Regions from separate parts of the Gossypium hirsutum genome. Here region 2 is linked to region 1. The links are chromatin contacts, called in public Hi-C maps. All regions are on one chromosome and are shown on one strand. Each heading gives the region's core, a stretch centred on a gene start, on an enhancer-like site or on the middle of the called end of the contact. The rest is flanking DNA. Distances are from core to core; before and after follow the strand shown. Region 1 overlaps LOC107904432 (a long non-coding RNA gene). Region 2 holds the start of LOC107904426 (xylose isomerase).

What was found. A called contact is a pair of places that touch in the nucleus more often than the background predicts.
Region 2: a Hi-C map of leaf shows a contact between it and region 1, with 1.6 times the contacts expected there. The contact joins the promoter of LOC107904426 here to the enhancer-like site in region 1. A contact is called at or near these places in 2 of 34 Hi-C or Micro-C datasets (leaf and seedling).

What each region holds. Positions count from the first base shown.
Region 1 is chrA05:33,273,230-33,278,299 of Gossypium_hirsutum_v2.1, forward strand. It overlaps LOC107904432 (a long non-coding RNA gene), which reads right to left. Exons shown (of 4, transcript XR_001686230.2): 4 at 3,281-3,598. Among protein-coding and RNA genes, the nearest start is that of LOC107904432, 6.2 kb to the right of the region's middle. Within about 2 kb of position 3,147, at least 9 of the 9 cell types and tissues checked have an H3K27ac peak or open chromatin away from gene starts, as enhancers often do. A contact at or near this core is called in leaf, where this site is marked.
Region 2 is chrA05:33,433,188-33,438,257 of Gossypium_hirsutum_v2.1, forward strand. LOC107904426 (xylose isomerase) reads left to right here and starts at 2,712. Exons shown (of 21, transcript XM_016830808.2): 1 at 2,712-2,863; 2 at 3,231-3,320; 3 at 3,420-3,524; 4 at 3,860-3,934; 5 at 4,017-4,146; 6 at 4,245-4,336; 7 at 4,493-4,543; 8 at 4,711-4,787; 9 at 4,859-4,913; 10 at 5,033-5,070. The coding sequence starts at 3,264.

The DNA.
Region 1 (5,070 bases), core at 1,897-4,396:
GTGCTAAGAAAAAATGGGGGGCTTTGAAATTTTTTTTTTGAAGAGAAATGGCAGAAATGAGTTTAAATTTTTTTTTGGTTTTTATAAGGATGCAAAACGACGCCGTTCCGGGTTAGGGACCCAGGCGCCAAAACGACGCCATTTAGGGCCTATTCGCCCGCGACCCTACCCACTCCAGGGGGATCAGCGTGTTTTCGTTCAATGGGTTATTTACAACCTTGGTTCTTCCGCATTTCTGTTCTTTTTAATGTAGTAATTTTGTTTTTTATTTTTTATTTTTTAAAATTTGACCATAGAATTTTGTTTGGTTTTCAATCGAGTCCCTAACCCACTAACACGCTGGAAAATGGACACGTGTCCAGGGATTGGGATTTTTTTTACCCATTTGGTAATCGGCCTTTTTGCGCCTTTTAATTTTAGTCATCTTTTGTTTATTTTATCATAGTTTTTACCTGTAATTTCATTTTTGTCTTGATTTAGTCCCAAATCTGTTTGATTTCAATTTATTTTTGCAAATTTGTTGTTTATTTATTTATTTTAAACCTTTTTTTCTCATACATTATTTATTTTAAATTGTTTTATTATTATTTACTTTAAGTTTTTCACATATTATATATTTTAAACTATTTCAAACTATTATCCATTTTAAATTTTTTATATATTATTTAGTTTAAACTGTTATATGTATTATTTATTTTGAATTTTTTATTCTTTTTATATGTATCAGTTATTTTTAAACTGTTTTGTATATTATCTATTTTAAATTTCTTTTTACATATTATTTATTTTAAAATTTTTTATATATTATTTTAAATTTTCTTATATATTATTTATTTTAAAATTTTTTCATATATTATTTATTTTAAACTTTTTATATATATTATTTACTTTAAATTGTTTTTATATATTATTTTATTTCATATTTTCTTTGATTATTAATTTCAGTACTTAAAATGATGTATGTTGTGTGATTATTGCCATTATGTGTACTATATTTCGTTTATTCGTATTTTCATATTATTGTCATTCATTAATGTAACATCTTATTCATAAATTATTATGCCATGTTCGATATTATCATTCCATCTTGTTTCATTAAAATCACTTCAAAAGTCACATTTTTTTATATCCATAATAGGCCATTTTATTTTATTCCAAATAAAACAAATGCACATCATTTAAGCATTGTACTCGCTATTATTCAAAAAAAAGAAAATTTTCAAAATAAGGCAATATTTTGCGTTTTGGAGATCCGAGAAATCGTACCCTAATTTACGGGGTTTCAATTTTCTCATTAAACCTAAATAACCAAATATGATTTTAAATTTTAAAATACATGAAATTTCAATAAAAATTAAAGACGAGCTTATTCCCGGGGGTTCAAATGTCGCATCCTAACCTATGGGATGTGACATTTTGTTATCACGGGACGAGAGGGCCTTTAATGCTCGTTTCAATTCATTCAAGCATTTTTAAATAACAATAAAGAATGATCGTATTTTAAATTATTTTCAAGTTTTCAACTTTTCGACACTAAGACATTAATTAATCAACTAGGTACCAACTTTGGGCGTTATGAGGGTGCTAATCCTTCCTCGTACGTAACCGACTCCCGAACTCGTTCTCTAAATTTCAAAACCAAAATTGTTGTTTTAATAAAATAAACTATTTTTTAAAATGATCGAATTGTAAGGTGATTTGATCACACCTCGTAAAAAAGCTTGGTGGCGATTCTCGTTTTCGTTTTAAATAAAAAGTCGACACTTTCAAAAAAATGGTTTCGACACATGTCATTGAGACATAATTTTGGTATTATTTTACAATAAACCTTGAATTTAGAATCCCGAACCTTGAACTCGGACCCTAAACCTTAAACTTTGAATCCCAAGTCTTGAGGTTCAAGGTTGGGGTTTGGGGCTTAAGGTTTAGGACTTGGGTTTTAAATTTAGAATTCAAGGTTTAGGTTCAAGGGACCTTGAATAATGTGTTGGGAAGGGTTCATAAAATAATTTCTCTAAGAATGAGTGTATAATAATAATTTCGTGTATTTAAAATTTGACGATGTGACAAAATTTTATCGATGCCTAAAAACCTTAGATTTTAGGATTATCCTAATATAAGTTATTCCCACAGTAATTTTCTGCTCAGAAAAAAAAACATTATTTTATTTGGTGTTAAACTTTTAACTTGATGTTGTCTTGACCTGAACTTGTAATATTTTACTTTATCTCTTTAATATTGAATTCCTAGCTTCCCACATTGGGTAGCCAATTTATTTGGGGAAATACTTTACTTGAAAGCAATTTGGAAAGCGTTAATTAGAAGTCCCTATATTCCGGATTAGCTAGCTATCCTATCAACTTGATGAGAAAGAATTACATGAAACTGTGATTCCATATCAACTTTATCTCTTTCCAATAGGAGAATGACAAATTATATTTTTTTCAGATATTCAACATTTTTAGTCGAATTTGAATTTTTCTAGGGGAAAAAGTTGAATATCAGGAAAAAAAATCTGATTTGTCATCCTCCTATTGGAAAATAATAGGGATGACGTAGAATTAAAATTTCATACAATCCTTTCTCCAACTTGACTGAGGCTAGTTATCCCTTTCATTTAATTTTATCAAATATACTGATTCTTTTCTATTCATCGTAAAAGATGTATGCTTGCACCCATTTATGCTTTTATATTTCTTAACTTTTGATAATATTGACTATACTTACCTCATTATTACTACGTATGTTTGGATTAAAAGCAGAGGTTTGTCCCCCAAAATTTTAAGTTGGAAAATTTCTCCTTTAAAGTTTTAAAATAAAATTGTGTTCAAGTGTTCGTTTAACATCAATTTTCAGTAGGGTTTTTAAAGCTAAAGTCTGCCTCTTGGCACGTTCTATCTGTCTGCCTCTTGACATGTTCTCTCTGTTTGCCTCTTGGCACAAATATTATTTGTTCTTCTGTTTTTTCTCCTATTTGTCAGATTCTGGTATTGATTGTTTTTTCTCCTATTTGTCAGATTCTGGTATTGATTATCTTTTATCCTTGAGTATTTTGTATCGGATTGGGGTTCTTTTACGTTGTTATGGAAGAGGAATTAGCCAGTCTAAGTTTATTAGATGATGAAGAGTAGGCATTCCAAAAGGAAGCAGCGGTGATGGATCGGAGCTATCAGGTCTGTTTGGTGGGGCGATGTCTAACAGATAGTGTTGTCCATTTCCCTTCTCTAAGTAATACTATGGCAGATCTTTGGCACCCAATTGGAGGGATTTGTATTACGGATTTAAGGGAAAAATGATATTTGTTCCAATTCTTTCATGATGTTGACGTCCAAAGGGTAATTTCTGGTACATCGTGGTTCTTCAATAATCACTTGCTTATATTGCAAAGAATTCAAAATGGAGAAAATCCATCAGTTTTGGTGTTAAATTTTACTGAATTTTGGGTACAAGTGCACAAATTACCTCCAGGTCTGATGATTGAAGCAACGGCTAAACAATTTGGGAATTTCCTGGGTAATTTCCTCGATTATGATACTTCCATTCCAATCTTGGGCCTTAAAATATACCTGCACATTCGTGTTCGTTTGGACGTATCTCTCTGTTGAAACATAAGAAGAAGATTCAGATTGGGAAAGCTATTTCTATTTATGCTCAATTTAAATATGAAAAATTAAGTCTATTTTGCTTCATTTGCGGCAAGTTGGAGCATAGTGAGAGTTATTGTCCCTTTCTTCTTAAAATTGAGCCTTTAAAAATTGTTTTTGGCTGGGATATATCATTGTGGGCTGTGTTGATGTGACAAAATACGGTGGTGAGTAGGTGGTTGCATGATGCTGATGGGTCACAGTACAGTGTTGGAAATATGAAAAGTCTCAATCAAAGTAGTATATCAAATAAGGAGAAATACACTGGGAGGAATTTAGGGATAAATTTTAGGAATCAAATATCAAATTCCAATTTAATTCTTTTGGGGTCAAACCAATAATATATCATTAATGGGAAGAATAATTAGGGTAATTGGAGCAAAGGTGATTCAAATTTTGATGGGTTGGTAAATGGGCCTATGAATTTAGTTTTAAAAGAGGAAAATGATCCAATATCCGCGTTGGACAGAAGGAAGCGACAGAGATTAGTTGAGGGCCTCGTAGCTCTATTGGGTGTTAACGCTGAAGGAGGCTCTTTGGACTTAATGGCTAGCTCTGGTGAGTAGAGCAGCTGAGCAAAATAAAAATTTTAAGCTAGAACGTTTGTGGTTTGGAGAGATCATGAACTGTTAAAAGGCTCAAGAACCAATTGAGAGCCGTTAATCCCCAAATTTTATTTCTTATGAAAATAAAATTAAGTTAAAAAATAATGAAAATGGTGAGGTTAAAGTGTAGGTTTGATAATGGAATTGAGATTGGGGCAGTAGGGTCGAAAGGAGGATTATCTTTAGGATAGAAATGGAATTCTTTAGCGAACCTTAAGAGTTTCTCCTTGTTTCATATTGATGTTGAGATTCGTGATAATGAATGCGGTGAAATTTGGTGATTAACAGAGTTCTATGGGAATCCAGACGGTAGGAGTAGAAATGTTTCTAGGGATTTGCTTAGACAGCTAAGTCACGACCAAACGATCCCTTGGGTTGTGTTGGGGGATTTCAATGAGATTACAAATTCTTTTGAAAAAAAAAGGTGGCTGCCTTAGACCAGAAAGTCAGATGAATAATTTTCGAATAACATTAGAGGATTGCAGTCTAAATGATTTAGGTTTTGTTGGGTGGTGGATCACATGGGAAAGAAGAAGGCTTTTAGCTACAAATATACGGGAGAGACTGAACCGTGGGGTTGCTACGTTAAACTAGGTGAATCTTTTTCCAAGCTAACAGTTAGAACATTTGTGTGGATCTTTTTCCAAGCTAACAGTTAAAACATTTGAGTTATTCCTTTTCTGATCATTGTCCTATTCTTTTGGACACCATGCATTTGAGATGGAATGATCAATCTAGTCCTGATAAACTGTTCCGGTTTGAAGCCAAATGGTGTTTAGAAAATTCTTTCGAGGAGATGATTAAAAAATGGTGGGCTTATT
Region 2 (5,070 bases), core at 1,462-3,961, 160 kb after region 1:
AAACAACTATAAATGTAAATAAGTAAGCTAATGAATTAGGAAATTATAAACAACCAATGTAAACAAAAATATTCATCCACCACAAGCATTAAGTTCAAATTACAATCCTAAAAAAAATCCCAAAATCAAATAAAAGTTCTTTAAATAAAAAAACAACATTTGCACAAATAGTAGCACGATATCAATCCTTTCACCAGCATATCCCTTTGACTGTCATCTCCCCTTTTTTATCAACAAGATTGCCAACTTAATCTTCATCAGGAAGAGAGTGAAGTTCAGCACGAAGGTTCTTTTGCTTATCTTTGATCTTCTTTACAATCTTGGCTTCAGCTCGAAGTCTGGCAATGCGTCAATCATCAATGCCAACTGGTTCATCCTTGGGTTCATTGGTTGTGTGCTTGCCTTCTAGGCACTTATGGGAGAATTTGAGTTCTGGGACAGGCTTTTCAACTTGCTTAGTGGCACGGACAACTCGCAGGTTTTTCTTGTGCAAGATTTGAAAAATCAGGGATTGGAATGGTAGGAAGGATCTACCATGTACCTTTTCAGCGTGCTTTACTATCTCTTTAAAGATTGTTTGGTCCAAATCAAATTCAACCATCTCGACAACTTTTCTTAGAAGGATTGCAGTCTTCCTGCTTACTGAATGAATCACACTGGCTATTAGGAAGCCAGTTCCAAGTTGCTATAGCAGATAAGGCAACATAAATTGTAAAGAGATGAAGCATGGATATTACCTTTCTTCGGCCATGTTAAGTAACTTTTCAACCTACAAGAGAAAGTAATTTTCTCACATTTTATTATGGGAATCACATTCCCATGTTTACGGGAAGGAAATTCTTAAGGTAAAGTTAGATTTCAAAGGAAATAATTTTTTTTCACATAGCAAACGTTAGAATTACTTTCCAATGGATTAAATTCCCAAAAAAGTTATCACTTTCCACCATACCAAACGCTACCTTAGATTAGATTAAAGGGGAAATATTCACTTACAACGGTGTAAATCTACTTTAGTTTTATACCCTTTTGTATATTTTTGTATTATTAATATATTAATGATCCAACTATAATATTTCATATTCTATTCATGTATATTATGCATCAAAATTTAATGACATGAGAAATTGCTAACTATTTGTTTTATACAAAAAATTTAACCATTCAATAAATATTAATATATACAGATCAATATGATAAAGATATCAGATTGGTTTGAGAATTTGCATGCATAACAAGTATAATTATATCAATAAATTCAACATTTAAATCTTTAAAATATTAGATGTAAAAAATATATAAAAGTTAATTTTACACCTATGTAAGTGAATCTCTATCTAAATTAAATATTAGATATACGCATTAAATTAGATATTAGATATATTATAATTTTAAAGAATAAAAATAAATAAGGACTCTTTTAGTGAATTAAAAAAATATCTTTATTTATAAGTTAGAAAGGTACAACACGGATATAATATTAAAATAATATATTTTACCAAATTAAAATAATATTTAAAATATAATAAAATACAATACAATAGAAAAAAATTATATAAACACAATATAAGTTTATACATATACGAATAAACCAATAGTTATATAAACAAGTAATTTGCAGGAATGGATCGTCTCAAACCTGCAGAACAAACATGAATTAGGATTTGGAAAAGCTGATTAGAAATGTTTTTTTCAGATCCTAATACGGCGCATATGGAAAAATCACAATCTCTTTATTTTTCAAGGGACGTCTTAGAATAGTATCGACACTATTAAAGTCTCCTTTAGCTGGGCCAAATAGTTCATGATGGCAGCTAGTGGCCCAACGATATCACTTCAGGCTCCAACTTCGTGTTCCAATCTACATGGAAACTGTCTACTTGAATATTGATGGTTTTGTAAGGTCCGAGGATGACTCTGCTTCAGCAGAAGGAATTGTGCGAGACAAAGTTGAGAATTGAATCCTTAGTTTTAACAAATTTTTAGGGAGTTGCTTAGTATTCGAGGCTAAATTGTAAGGCATCTTAGGTGGCTTAGACATCTTGATTGATTGAGGCTACGATAATGTGTTAGTTCAGATGAATAATCTTGAAGTGGCTACTGTCGTACAAGAAGAACTCACAAGAGAATCAAATTCTGCTTTGATTAGGAAAATTCTTCAGCGAGTTCTTCGATTTCATCATTGGAGCATATGCCATATCTCTAGAGAAGCGAACCAAGAAGTTGATAGATCGGGCAAATTGACTCATTTGGATAGTCAATGATTACTAGTTTTCTAAATATCCCCATTTGGAGAAATGAATTATGTGATGTTTTCTTCTTTTGTCAAAAAAATTACTCAAAATTATCAATACATTTTAATATACCTTACTTATTAAAAATAAATAAATTTAATAAATTTTGATAATATCCGTTAATTTAATTCAAAAAATCATAAGATAATCAAAATTATCATTATCATAACAAAATAAATCAAGTGATAAAAACAAACAACTTGATATTAAAAAGTTACACCTTTTTTTTCTTTAAAAAATTTTAACTTTTTTAAAAAATATTTTTTAGTGTTTTATTATTATTATTATTATTTTAAAAAGAATAACATGTTTTAGCATCTAACTTATACCTAAAAACATGTAGAATCCGATTACCAAAAAGAAAAACATGTAAATTCCTAAAAATTAGCTAGAAGATTTTTAGACAAAGAGAACCGAAAACGGTGACAGTGAGACACGTAATCTTTATCCAAAAAAATATAATAATTTTTTTATATAATTATGAATTCAATGTAGCTATAAGTACAGAGTCATCATCCTCAGGGCTTGTTTCTGTTCTTCTTATCAAAACCCTTTTTTTCTTAATCAAATCTGTATGTCCTCTATCTTTGTTTAACACTTTCTGCCATTATTTCTTTCGATTAATATGTTTCTTTTTTCGATTTTCAAAGGGTCTTTTTTTTATTTGCTATTAACCAATGATTTTTATGTGTTTAATCATTAAAAAAAATTGTTCTTTTTATGTGGCATCTGATGGTGGGTATTCATCAGGAAAAAGAAAGAGACTTTTTTTTTGTCACTGTCGGCAGCACTATTGGTTGTTCCGACTTCCGACTATTATTTCTGGTGTTTAATTTTTTTTCCTTTGATGCTAACTTGATATGTGGTGATCTGAATAATTCTTAAATATATTTTCTTTGATTGGATTACTTATAGTTATTATTTTGTTATTTTTTGCAGGGTTCAGTTCGCATAATAGTAACGCATAAAAGTATGGCTGGGAGGATTTTATTACTAGTTCTTTTTATGAATGCTGTCTTTTTCATAGTGGTAAAAGAACTTTAATTTGTGATGTTTAAATGTATTCTTTATGTATTTGTTGCTTCCAATTTTTTATTTATTGTGAATTGGAATTGTTTTTGCCTGTAGAATGCTGTACCAGAAACATGCCCTGCTGATCTCGGTGGAAAATGTGGTGAAGATGGTGAATGGGAAGGGGAATTTTTCCCTGGAGTTCCCAAAATTAAGTATGAGGTAAAAGAGTTACATCCCCTGCAGGATTTAACTTAGGTCTTATTTGTTGTAGTTGCAGAGGAAATGAATGTTATCATAGTCAATATCGGTGAATATCGACTCTCTAGAGTCGGAACCCTAAAACAGCGACAAAAAGGGTTACTTCCCCTGTAGGATTTAAAGGGTTGAATATAATTTAATAATTTAAATATATTCTGTGTTTTGAAACCTTGCATCTTTCTCTTTTCGAGATATATTATTAGAGATTTGGAATACATTCTTAGCTCAAAGCACTTTTGATTACCATAGCATTAATTATTCGAATACTTGTTATTTAATAGTAATTTTGACTGCAGGGTCCTTCTAGCAAGAATCCACTTTCATACAAATGGTACAATGCAGAAGAAGTGATTCTCGGGAAGAAAATGAAGGTTAGTTTCAAATTTCCCATTCTTAACATGTATAAGATCTATCAAGATGTTGATGATTGCTGACTAGTTGTCAATTGTTTAGGACTGGTTGAGATTTAGTGTTGCATTTTGGCATACATTTCGTGGAACAGGTGCCGATCCTTTTGGTGCACCCACAAAGTATTGGCCATGGGAAGATGGTACCAATTCCATTGCTATGGCCAAAAGAAGAAGTAAGATTGATAGTTATTTCCTCCCAACCTGTGCTTATTTGATTAATACTAGTCTGCAGGATGGTAACATTCTTTGCTCCTCTTTGAAATGATTGCAGTGAGAGCCAACTTCGAATTCCTAAGCAAGCTTGGAGTTGATAGGTGGTGTTTCCATGACAGGGACATTGCTCCTGATGGCAAAACACTAAAGGTTGGATATTTTTCTTATTGACTCTTCAAGTTGCTTTTCATATCTAAATGCTTGAATATGAACTGGTTTTGACTAAACTCTCTTAACAGCCCTCCTCTCCTATTGGTTTTTTTGACAATTGTTTATCGATCATTTTTTCTATTGTCTTCGTTGTAGGAAACTAATTCAAACTTGGATGAAGTTGTGGCACTTGCTGAAGAACTTCAGGTAATTTCTGAATTTGCAAAAAGTTTTAATTTGCTTGTCTCAAGTAGAGACCTATCCTCCTCTTTTTTCTTTTTCTTTTTCCCCTTTTCTCAAAATTTTAAACCCTCTTGCTTGATACAAGACTAAGTTATATGTTTCCCGAATATCTTTGTTACTTGATCATGCAGGGGGACAAGATCCGTCCACTGTGGGGTACTGCTCAACTATTTATGCATCCTCGTTACATGCATGGTGCTGCTACAAGGTATCCTTACTTAAGTGATTTGCATATATCCCTTGATGAACTTAATTCTTACTTCTGTGTTTGCTTTTCAGCTCTGAGTTGGGTGTTTATGCCTATGCTGCTGCTCAAGTTAAGAAAGCTATGGAGGTGGGCTTTTACTTCTATATAACGTTGAGATTAAACTTATTGCATTTTTGTGTTTAGATTACAGTTATGTTGGTCTTATGTCTGGTAATTGCTTTATATTTTGCTTTCTGTTCCTATAGGTGACACATTATCTCGGGGGAGAAAATTATGTCTTTTG